Linked DNA regions of Cricetulus griseus: region 1 is linked to region 2. Evidence: chromatin contacts called from public Hi-C data. All regions are on one chromosome and are shown on one strand. Each heading gives the region's core, a stretch centred on a gene start, on an enhancer-like site or on the middle of the called end of the contact. The rest is flanking DNA. Distances are from core to core; before and after follow the strand shown. Region 1 holds the start of Msi2 (RNA-binding protein Musashi homolog 2). Region 2 overlaps Msi2 (RNA-binding protein Musashi homolog 2).

The links. A called contact is a pair of places that touch in the nucleus more often than the background predicts.
Region 1: a Hi-C map of the CHO-K1 cell line shows a contact between it and region 2, with 5 times the contacts expected there. The contact joins the promoter of Msi2 here to the enhancer-like site in region 2. A contact is called at or near these places in 4 of 8 Hi-C or Micro-C datasets (the CHL-YN cell line, the CHO-K1 cell line, fibroblasts and 1 more).

What each region holds. Positions count from the first base shown.
Region 1 is chr7:101,890,500-101,896,444 of CriGri-PICRH-1.0, reverse strand. It overlaps Msi2 (RNA-binding protein Musashi homolog 2), which reads left to right and starts at 3,324. Exons shown (of 15, transcript XM_035447710.1): 1 at 3,324-3,368; 2 at 3,370-3,401; 3 at 3,685-3,725; 4 at 4,057-4,138; 5 at 4,836-4,920. The coding sequence starts at 3,339.
Region 2 is chr7:101,726,458-101,732,020 of CriGri-PICRH-1.0, reverse strand. The region is part of intron 7 of Msi2 (RNA-binding protein Musashi homolog 2); the gene reads left to right. Among named protein-coding and RNA genes, the nearest start is that of Msi2, 160 kb to the left of the region's middle. Within about 2 kb of position 1,255, at least 3 of the 6 cell types and tissues checked have open chromatin away from gene starts, as enhancers often do. A contact at or near this core is called in the CHO-K1 cell line, where this site is marked.

The sequences.
Region 1 (5,945 bases), core at 2,075-4,574, 160 kb before region 2:
TGGAGATGTATGGAGAAGAGGACACTGAACAGAGCCTGCCACTCTGGTGAGGGTCAGAGCTGGAGATTTGCAGTGGCACCAGCATGTAGGTGGTATTTAAACCCATCCTGCTCAGAAGGTCATCTGGGGAGGAGGTAGTTGGAGGAGAGGATCCTGCTGGAGAAGCACACCAATATTTAAAGGGAAGGTAGAGAAACAGAGAGGGCAAAGAAGTAGAAGAGGAGAGGTGCCAGGGACCAGAGAACCCAGGAGAGTGTAGGAATGGTCAGAGCTGGGAAAGAGGTCCCTGCCGTCTAGCCTGGTAGGGACCTCAAGGCAGTGGGTTATACAGCCCCACTGAGATCTGGATGGAGCTGGGGAAGAAATACAGAATCTCTTACAAATAAATAATCTAGTGCAAAGGGCAGCAGGAAGAGGGGTTGGGGGGCAATAAAATTGTTCTGCATGTTTATCCTGGTGGGCATCATACAATCTGTTCATTGGTCAGAGTCATAGTGCAAGGGAAGGTCTGTAACCAAAATGTTATTACCTGGGCTGGGGGGGGCGGGGGGGGGACCACGGCATGCGGCTAATTGGTAGAGTGCCTTCCTTCCTAGCAACCCTGAAGCACTGGGTTCGATCCCTAGCATTGCATAAACCTGGCATGGTGGGATACGCCTATAATCCCAGCCGTAGAAAAGATCAGATGTTCAAGGCCATCCTCTGCAATCTAGGGAGTTTGCCATTAGCCTGGGCCACACCATCGATCTCAACACAATTTGCAAAGGGAAAAAAAAGGTGGTGGTGATGGGGTCAGTGGCAGTAAGACCTCTGGAGTTCAAGGCCAGCCTGGGTTCTTGCACAGCAAGACTCTGTCCCCAACAATACCAAACTAAGTAAAAACAATGGCATGATGGAGCCTTCCCCTTTAGCCCTCTATCAGCCCCTGGCTAGGCCTCTGTAGCGCTAGGTGTGCCCCACCCCTCAGGTTTTCACTTAGCCTACCACTGCACAAATTTGTGCAAGTCTACATCATGGTGGCAGCTACCCTCTTCTGCCTAGTGAGGGACAGCTCGAATATGCAGGATTGACAGAGCCAAAGGGCACTGGACCTTGGCCAGAGCCCCTCTTAGGGATTAACTGGTTGTGGTGGGAATACAGCCTGACAGCCTGGAACCTTTGGGACTCCCTTATTCAAGGAAGGGGCTGGATAAGGAAAGTCCTTTCTAGTTCTGATGGCCTGTGGTTCCATTGTGAAAATCCAAAATCCAACCCAATTAGCTGTGTTGCCTGTATTTTGTTATTGAGAATAATTGCAATAAACAACTACCATAACATTCGGCTCTTTAACACGTGAGTCCCCAGACTATTCGAGAATCAGTTTGGTTGGAGTGCTGGGAAACGGTATGGTTTGTGGTTTGAAGTCTTATAAAGTGCCTTGTAGAAATTATATTCAGTAACAATTTATAAGCACGATTCATGTAAGTTTGCAATTAAAAAGGGGACTTTTTACATTGTCCACTTCAAATGCTCCACCCTACCCCATCAATCCTGTCAGAGAGGCATTTTCCCAGTCTATGGGACAGAGAGATTGAAAGTCTGATCACTCAGGGCTTTGGCTGGTGTTGAGATTTTCCAAATGTTCCGAAACCCACAGTGGACACGACGCAGTTTTGGTGTTGAGTGTATTCCATTGTCTCCTAATTCTATGAAAATTAATGGAAAAGTGTTAATTGGGCATCAATGCACGCTTAACATTAATCCGGGCATTTGATGAACCACAACTTTATGTTGCCCCTCATGCCATATTAACTTGGTTTATTGTAATAATTTAAAACAATAAGGATAATTGTATCCGTACTGTTTTAAATACCTCATAAATTGAATACAGCCTGAATCTGGCCAGCCTGGAATCTGAAGTGTGCAATGCCTCTGGGAAGCTACAAACATCCTTTTGGAGTTTACACTTCGCTAGGGGAGGAAGGGAGCTTTTACTAAACACCTACTGAGTGCCAGGATCCATGAGGCACCTTATGGCTCCGAAAACGGGGGGGGGGGGACGCTTTGTTACCTCAAAGACACCTCCCCCCAGGGCCATTTCACTCTGACGCACTTTTACTCTCTACACAGGAAGACCGAGTAACTTTAAACATAATAAATAACACAGATAGCAAACGAATAATCGTTTCATTTTTTCTTCTGAAATAACCACCCATCCTAGCCACCCTCGAGACGCCCCCAAACTACTACTACTCATTCTTCATGAACACTCGCTCTGAAACCCAATCATTTGACCTTGACCCCTAAAAACCCACTTTATTATATTTTTAAATCGTGGTTTGAGTAACGCGCAAACCCAGTCTGGGTGCTTGCTCGCCCCCTGGTATCGCGTCTGTTTCTCAAAGTTCCAAAATAACCTTCGCGGGCACGGCTCCGTACCTCTGCCGGGGAAGGGCGGGGAGCCGTGCAGGACGTGCGGGTGTGGAGCGGGGGAGCCAGAGAACTTGCCGCGCGAAGGGAAAATAAAACTTGTGGCTGGTGTTTGTGTGGGAGGGTCTCCTTCATCCCGCAGCCCCCCGATTCCCGGGGTCTCGGGGACCGCCCCGGGAGCGCAGGGTGTGGGTGTGCTCCCGGCGTCCTTGACCTAAATTTCCGCGCGGTGTCTGGAAACCGGGGCACAGAGGCAGGGCGGGTGGCGGGTGCCACCTCCGGATCGCGCGCAAGGGCCCGAGAACTTGAATGGGTAGCGCGAACTAGGGGGGTCCGGGGCGCTGCCGCCTCCCCGCCCGGCGAGCAGCCCGGGCTGAGCTCCCCGCGCCTCCCCCTCCCCCACACCCAGCCCATGTGATCGGAACCGACTCGGGGTGCACTTCCCGGCTCCCCGCCCGGCTGACGTGGGCCCCCCTCGAGTCTCGGGGCTCGCGCGCCGCCCCCGGCGGGTCCCGCTGCCACGGGGGGCCGAGTGTGCGCGCGCGGACAGGCGGGGGACCGAACGGGGTGCGTGACGTCACCGCATTGGTTACACGACGTTCTAGAACTCCGCCCCACGTGCGCGGGGAGGAGGGGGGGAGGAGGAGGAGGAGGAGATGGGGTGGGGAGGAGGAGGGGGAGAGGTGGGGATGGGCCGGGGGGCGGGGACGGGGGGTGTGCGAGGCGGCGGGGCTGAGCTGAGCCGAGCCACGTGTGACGGGCTCTCGCCGCTGGCCCGGCTCGGCGCTCGCGGAGCTTCGCAGCGCCGGGCGGGGGGAGGAGGCGGGGGAGGAGGGACGGAGATCTGGGGCTCGGAGCCGGCCGCCGCTGCGCTCCGCTTCGCTGTGGGGCTCGGTGTGTCGGGGGTGGGGGGGCGGGGGGGCTCCGCTATGGAGGCAAATGGGAGCCCAGGCACCTCGGGGCAGCGCCAACGACTCCCAGCACGACCCCGGGTAAGTTTCCAGCCGCTGCCCACCGCGCCGCCTCGGGCTCGCTCGGGGCTGTGCGGGCGACGGTGCGGAGCGGGGCATCCGCGCGCCCCCCGCGCCCCCGCGCGCACCCCTGGGGCACTCGCGCACCTTGGGGTGGCGTGGGGCGGCCACCTTCTCCCCCAGCCCACCTCCCGGCTCGCGCTCGCCCGCTTCCCCCCAGCTTTCCTTTTAGCTTTTGTAAGTTACACGTCAAAATGGCCGATCTGACATCGGTGCTCACTTCGGTTATGTTTTCTCCCTCTAGTAAAATGTTTATCGGTGGACTGAGCTGGCAGACCTCACCAGGTAAGGGAGGGAGGGGGGGACGCCTGGGTCCCCCCCTTCTTGGCTTCTTTATTGCTCTTTGTTATCCCGGTGTAAGAGCCCCCCCTCCCCGCCATTGGCTCCCCACTTCTCCTGTGCAAGGTTATTTTTTTTAAATAGCAAATCCTTTCCGAGCCCTCTACGCGACCTCTGTTGCCGAATTTCCCCCGCGTGTGCAAAAATATTGCAAAAACAAAACAGAATAACAACAGAAAACTACTTTTGCTTTTTGTCCTTGATCAAAATTTGCATTGCTTTTTTCCCTCTCCACACCTTCTCCCACCCCCCCATCTCTCTCTTTCTCTCTCTACAGATAGCCTTAGAGACTATTTTAGCAAATTTGGAGAAATTAGAGAATGTATGGTCATGAGAGATCCCACTACGAAACGTTCCAGGTAACGCATTTCCTTCTGGATTCTGCCTTTATTTTAGAACAAAGTTTTAGTTTTATTTTTGGAGGTGTCTTCGGAAGTAGCTAAGCGGATTTAGAATGGGGCTCAGGCGCGTGGCTGGGCAGGAACGTTGCTCCCCCCCACTCCACAACCCCAAAGGTTATTGTTAATTAGGGCCGAACTCTGGATTCAGAGCCGCCCATCTCTCCCGCTTGAAGTCATTTTCCTGTCGCTTCTTGTTCTCTTGTTTAAAATGACATTCAGCTTCATCCACTTTCCACATAGTTTTTTTTTTTTAATTTAAATTTATGAGTGTATGCCTTTTTCCCACTCCCAAACTCCGAAGTCCCCTCTTTGGGAGATGAATGAATATCTTAGTCCCCGGCTTCCCTCGACATAAAACAAAGCCTTAAGAAAGGGAAGAGGAGGAGAGGAAACTGAGGCGATCAGAGTGGAGGCACCAGCGTGTTCCAAGTTACCTCTAGCCTCCCTGCCCCCCCGCCCTCCGCTTTCCCCACTAACCTTGGTATTTTTCCCTCGCAAGGCAGAGGACTGTGGGCTAGGGGAGAATAGAGGGAGCTGGTGGGGATAGGGGTGCGTGGGGGGCAACTTTCGCACCCCAGTCTGCATATAGGGTCTCCTTGTTGCTTTCAGTGGTGTCACATTTTGTTTGTTTTTCTCCCTCTTTGTCTCCTTCCAGAGGCTTCGGTTTCGTCACCTTCGCAGACCCAGCAAGTGTAGATAAAGTATTAGGTCAGCCTCACCATGAGTTAGATTCCAAGACGGTAGGTTGCTTTGTTGTTGTTGTTGTTTGCCCCTTTTCAGTGCCGGTCTGGGCATTGACAGCCCTGTTTAAAGGGACAGCGCCTTCTTTTGCTTCTATTGCTAGAACTGGGTACTTTTAAACAGCTAGTGAGTTGGCTCAGAAGTTTGCTGGCGTGGCTGTTTTGGGGGGTTTCTTTTGTAGTCTGTCCCATTGCAGCTTCAGACACTGCCAAGCCAGGACTGTGGGGGGGGGAGGGGGGTCCGTTCCCTGAGAGGCTAGCCTCCCGCCAAGGGACCTTGCAGAGAAACTCCACCGGAGAGCAAATGGAACTTTCTTTGTCAGCAGAGCACAGCCTGTGGCATTGGGATCGGCTTGTGGAAGGAAGGCACAGCCTGCTTCCTGGTGGAGGGGGCAGGGGTTGGGATGAGGGGAGGGGGCGCTGATCTTAGGTCCAGGCAACAGGTTTCTCTGGGACTCCAAGAGATTTGAGATGTGGTTTCCGAAGGAAAGGGAGATACTGACAGAGCCGATTCAGGCGTCCAGTGGGGTTACACCAGATGGCGTCGAATTGAAGACTGATAAGGCCTGGTTTTCAAAGTGATTGCTCCTGGCCGCCCCCCCCCTCAGATCCTTTCATTTATGTGTAGATACTTTTAAAGCATTTGAAGTTCTTAAAATCCAGAGTTTAGGTGTGAAAGAACCTAGGTGGAGGTCAGAGAACAAGGGGAAAAAATGTCAGTCTGGAAAAATAAATGTAATTGATGGAGAAGGCGGGGAGTTCCTAGAGGTGCGTCAGGCCCCATGCTGGCTTCCTGCCTTCCTGCCTTCCCTGGATGCTTAGCAGAATTTCACTAGGAATTTTTTTTTTAAACCACTGCTTAAGGCAGAGGCCTCAAGGTGATATTTGGAATGTGGCTTTGGGCTGCACAGGATGCTCCTGTTCTGTTGTGAGCTCATGGGGGCGATAGGTGAGACAGCTGCCCACTGTAAACTTGACCCTCACGCTCCTCTTTTATAAAGTGCAAAATTCAAGGGTCTTGCAAG
Region 2 (5,563 bases), core at 6-2,505:
GCCATTTTGGTAGTTAATTGGGACATGAGGAGTACTTAGTCCATGGCCCGGCATACAGTGGGCATATAGGCAACAGTAATAGTCACTATGTTTACCAACATCTTTTAGGCAAATGCAGTCCACACAGGGATTCCTTTTATTGTAATTTCCCTGTGGTCACTTCAGGAGGAGGATGGTAGTGTGAAGGGACCTAGGATCAGCATCCTCTCTCCCTCTAGCACATGCATTCCCTTGTCCAGGCCTTTGGACACAAAAGTTGGGTTCCACGTCACGTTGTTGCACATCTGTGTAGCCCATTTTGATAAACCCTCAAAGGGTGCTGACCCTCTTGATTTTCAAGCATGAATGACTTCACCCCCTTAAGGAGAAACTGCCATGCAATTTAAAAGCTTGAAGGGGATTTTGCTGCTTTCCTCGTGAAGTATGGAGTATGTTGGCTTCCAGAGGCTTCTGCAGCCCAACCAGTCAGCCATCTCCCCTCCCGCTCTCCCCAGAAGGAATGGATGTTTTGTTCAGTGTTATTTCTTCTCCTGGAAAACATCTACAGCCCTACACTCTATTGTTCGAGGTGAGGTGGGTGAAGACCGAGAGGGGATGTTGAAAAGACCCTGGAGAGGCCCCCAGGGTGGAGTGGAGATGAGGAAGGAGCTGGCCTGTGGCCATGTAGCCCTCCCTCTCTTCCTGACAGGTGTATAGAGTGGCATCCCCTGCTGGCCGGCATTCATGGAGCCTTAGGATATCTCTGGCAGTCAGGGCTGGAAATTTGATGCTGAGAGACAGGAGGGCTGGAGAATGCTTATAAGAAACTGCCCTCATTCCACCCGAGGGCTGGGGAAAGACATACTAGGGTGACATAGACTCTTTCAAGCCAGCCTCAAAGGGGCTAGGAGTCACTTCCCGCCTGGCTAACTCTTAACCAGCCTTGGGGGGGAATAGAAAACAAGGAGGATCAGGGCATAGCAACCAGCTCTTGTCTGACTAGGGTACTCTGGGGCCCCGTTCCTAATTAGATAGCTCGTCAAAGTTCATAGGCAAGATTTGAGGGAGTGGTTTGGAAGGGGCTTGTGGCTTCAGGTGACTTATTTCTGGCCTCAGCATTAGGTGAAGAGAGGGCACATGCTGAGTCCCTTGTGGGTTTCAGAGTCCTTGCTTCTCCTGGCTCCTTTCTCTTTCCGCCCACTCCCTGGTTCGGCAGAGCTCCGTAGGGGCCTTGTGTTCTGGGGCAGCAGCTGCTGGTGCTGACTAATGAGACTTCCTGGCGGCTGCAGTGGCACACATGGCTGTGGCTGCAGCCGGAACTGCTGCTTCTCATCTGCCACCCTGTGCTCCAGACACTCGAGAGGGGTTAGGGATGCTGCTGCTCCTGCTGCTGCTGGGTCCTGGTCAGAGGCTGCTCTGAGGGAAAGCCTAGGATGCTCGGACTTAGGGCTCATAAGACATCCCTTTGCAGCAGGGTGTGTCCAGTGCCTGGGAACGGTACCTAACGTCAGCAATGAAGTAGGGCCATCAGAACTAGCCTGTCCTACCTCTGTAAGCCAGGCATGCTACAGCCTGAGGCTTACTGGGTCTGCAGGCTAGACACAACTACTCCATAGCTATGTGTCCTTGGCAAAATGTGCCCCCTCTGTGAACTCCGTTCTTCTCAGAGGCAGATGGTGTGTCATTCCTACCACACAGGCTTGTTGAGAGGGCCTGATGAGAGCCCAGAGTGGCATATCCAGCCCAGGGTCAAAAGCCAGTTTGCTTCTTCCCTTGTGAAGAACTGGGTTGATGTCTTTCTCTCCCTGGAACCTGCAGATGTTTGTTTGTATCAGGTCCTCTGATGGCCGCTTCAGGAGTTGCAGCAGGTATCCACGGAGTTGGGATGGAAGGTGTGGCATGGGACAGACAGGAGCAGAGCAAAGAGATGGAAGAACCTGGGGGTGTGAGGATTTCACTCCCCTCCCCCCTCTGCAAACCCCTGTGTTTTGAAGTCTAGGAGACCTCCGGGACCTTTCAGGGACGGGTATTGCTGAGTCCTCAGTAATTCTTCAGGGAATTCCTGACACAAAGGCAGGCCTCTCTTATCTGACAGTCACAGCTAATACCCCCCATCACATCTGGACAGAGCCATCAGCAGCTTGAGGAGACAGACCTTGTCATCTGCTCCAGGCTGTAGCTAAGGGTGCAAGGCCCAGCTTTGAGGGGTGCATGTAGCCCAGAAACACTTGTCCCAGAGTGGTAAGATGGCCAGACCTTCTGATAGGCTCCTTTGGTTCTTTTAGGGCAGCTTTGTCCCAAGAAGAGCAGGGAACAAGGTTCTGGTTACCTTCCAAAGGCCTGGTGGCCTGGCTTGTTTCTGGGGGCCGCGTCTGGGTAGCCTGACACTCAATGTGCTGTGGCAGGAAGGAGGAGGGCCTTTCAAGGCACCCAGATTGAAAGAAACGCTCAGCAGGGGTTGTCTCTCTGTGACTGTGATCAAAACTCTCAGTTTCCTCTCCTGTTCAAGCACCAGCTTTTCAGGGGTTCAGATGACTAGACCCCTATCAACACTGGAAACAGGAGGACCCGTCTCAGTTCACTACATCCACAGGGCATGGAGCCCTTTCCTTCACCTTAGTGCCGAATCTTCAAAACAAAGGGAGGTGGGGTTCTTGGTCCAGTAGCCCGTGTCTGGGCCTGTTCATGGCGATCCCGTGATGGCTGTTTTCTCCAGGATGCAGTGTCCCAGGGAGGTTTATCAGCTAAACCTGCCTGGCTCCAGAGAGGCCACCGCAGACTTCCTGACAAACAGTCTCTGGTCTTTGTGTAAATTTTTGGAGAAGATCCCCCAGAGCCTGCCTGCTTGGGGTCAGCAGATCACGTGTGTGCCTGGAGATGAGTGGTGTGAGGAAGATGTTTGCTCCTGATGTGAGACGTTTTGTTCAGCACCTACAGCATTGAAGTCAGGTGCTGAGCTGCCAGATGCCAGGGGGTTTGAAGTTGAAAGTTGACTCTGCCCCCTGGAGTGACAAAGCTCTGTCAGCCTGAATTCCAATTTCCTCGCATTTTGGTCTGTAGACAACTGTGCTTTGTCAGCACCTTTGGGTCTGTTTTTGATGTGTTGTCTGGTTTTGTTGTTGTTGTTGTTTGCATGTGTTCTGTTACTTAGGGAAGGGATGGGTTACTGACAGGGCAAGGGGGCATTTAACCATTTATTCTTTTTAGTAGGTTTAATTGTATGAAGATTATAATGCATACAAGTGTCTGTAATTAGGGGAGTTGGTTCTGTAAGACAGTGTTTTAGTGAAGAAAATTACAGTGTTCATAAGCCGTTTAAGGAGGAGGCAGCATATATTAACATGCAACTAGTTTTTGTTAATTCGTGCCCACTGTTTACCAGTACTCCCTGGAGGTATGTCCTCGAATCCCATGATGCTTCACTCTGCCATGCTCTCCATTTGTCTCCTTGTCCTTTGCTGCAGCTAGACCAGCCACTTGTAGAATCCAGAGCTTTGCTGCAGGGCTATAGGGACCAAACTCCCTTCTGTAACAAAATGAGTTCATTCCTGAGGCAGATACCTAGGAGTCCCTGCTGGGTGAGGTTGGGGCCTGGACCGTCATCAGCTCTTTGCTCTGGTAAAGCCTATGCCCTTGTAGTGGAGTGTCAGCCTGCATGTGAGGAACTGAATATGGGAAGATACTGCTTAAGACCCTGAGCAGCTTGAGCAGTGTCAGGTTGGGAGGGGCGGAGTGTGAGGACAGTGATTGAGGCATAGTGGGCAGAGCTGTCTCTTTAGGCACAGGACTGAACATGGTTTATTTGGTCCCCAAGATAAGAATAAGCTTTGTGAGTTTAGGGAACAGAAAAGGGAACAATAGACTGGAGGGATCCAGGGAGCAAGAGGCTTACCCATCAGTTGGGGGTGGAGTTTGGATTTATTCTTAGGGCATTTGGAAGCTAGAAGGGAAGGGCTCACTGCAGGGTAAGAGTGGGGTGCTCTGTCTCTGCCCCTTGGGGATTCTGCCACATGTTAGTGTCAACAGTATCAAGCATATAGCATCACATCAGGCTTGCTCCTGGAGGTCCCCACAGTCTTGAGTTTTCATGGCGACCCTGTTGAAGAAAAAAAGTCGATGGTATATATTGCCAAAGGAATATTTTTAAAGTGTCCATGGGCCGTAGAGGTGCTGCACCCACATGCTGTGGGAACATTGTGACTTACTGACGCCATTGAGGACAGAAAGCATGGCTCCGAAGGAGAGATTGAAAACACAGATGGAATGGGAAGGGTTTTCTGGGACCTCCATGGACTGGAGATTCAGTGTGTGGGAAGTACACTCTATAATCTGGTGTGATAAGAAGTCGGCATTTGGGAAGCAGGAGTGGGGCAGGCCACAAGGCTTAAGATTTTGTCGTGTGGGTACAGACACATTAGCTGATGCTAGGTTGCTTCACAGTAGTTTAAATAAACAGATAGCCCCCTTAATGACACTTCCAGACACCTTCTGACCATTCAAGTCAACAAGTTTAAACTACCCTGCTCTGAGAGGGTGACCCCAGGTATGGTGGACTAGTTGTAGATGGCTTGGCCTGTGTCTTTCAGGATCCAGCCTCCTCCTGTCACACAGGGAAGGCCCAGCTGTCCAGTCAAGCTGATCAGGGGATAAATATGTGGAACAACCTTGGGAGTCTCAGGTTTTATAGTTGCACTTTGAACACCTGCAGTGTCTGGAAGACCAGGTGGCCATTCCCCAGTGGGTTACCGGAGCTAGGAACTCTGTTCCATGCTCATTGTTCTAGGAATGGAAGCTGTCTTCACCCTTCAGGCCTGGACAGTTTGTCTGGTGGGCAGCCTCATGTGTTAAGATGCTTTTCATCTGAAATATCTCTGACGTGTTTCTCCTGTTCCATTTGGGGCCAACTGTTAATGCCAAGGTCTCTCAGTTTCGATTTCAGACAAGGGAGAGTGGAGGATCAAGTTACTAGTTACTTAACCGGAAGCAGGCTTGCCTGAGTCTGCTTCCTTGGCGGTCCTTGCTAGGGCTCTCCGGTGGGCATACTCCTGGCCTTGCTGAAAGATGATTAGCTAGGATGAAATAAAGATGTCCCTAATTGTGGTGTGGGAAAGCAATCCCATAAGCATTAATTTACTCAAGCCCTGAGAGTGTGAGAAAGCCCTCCTGACATATTTTCCTTTTCCATTAACACTCCTGTGATAAACAGCTTAGATGCACTGAGAAAAATTAATGTAACTATTGTAACCATTGTGCACATGTAGGTAATTTATTAAGGACAATTAAAAAGCTTTAAAAAATCATCTGAACAGGAGGCTGGTTCGTGGTGCCTTTTGGCAGGGAGCCCACCCTTCTCTTCCCTTTGCTTTTACTCCCTTAGAGTGATGGGACACAGAAAGCAAGGTTCCTGATGCTCAAGTGCTAATGGCCAGCTTTCTAAGCTGCTCCCCCTATAAGGGGGATGGTGAACCTATCCTTGGTGAACCTGTCCCTGGCACCCTCCTCTTGGACCTCTCCTCCAGCCTCCTGGGACTTGCAGGGTCACACCTGGCTGTTGAACTGAGTTTGCATTAGCTCTGAAAACCTT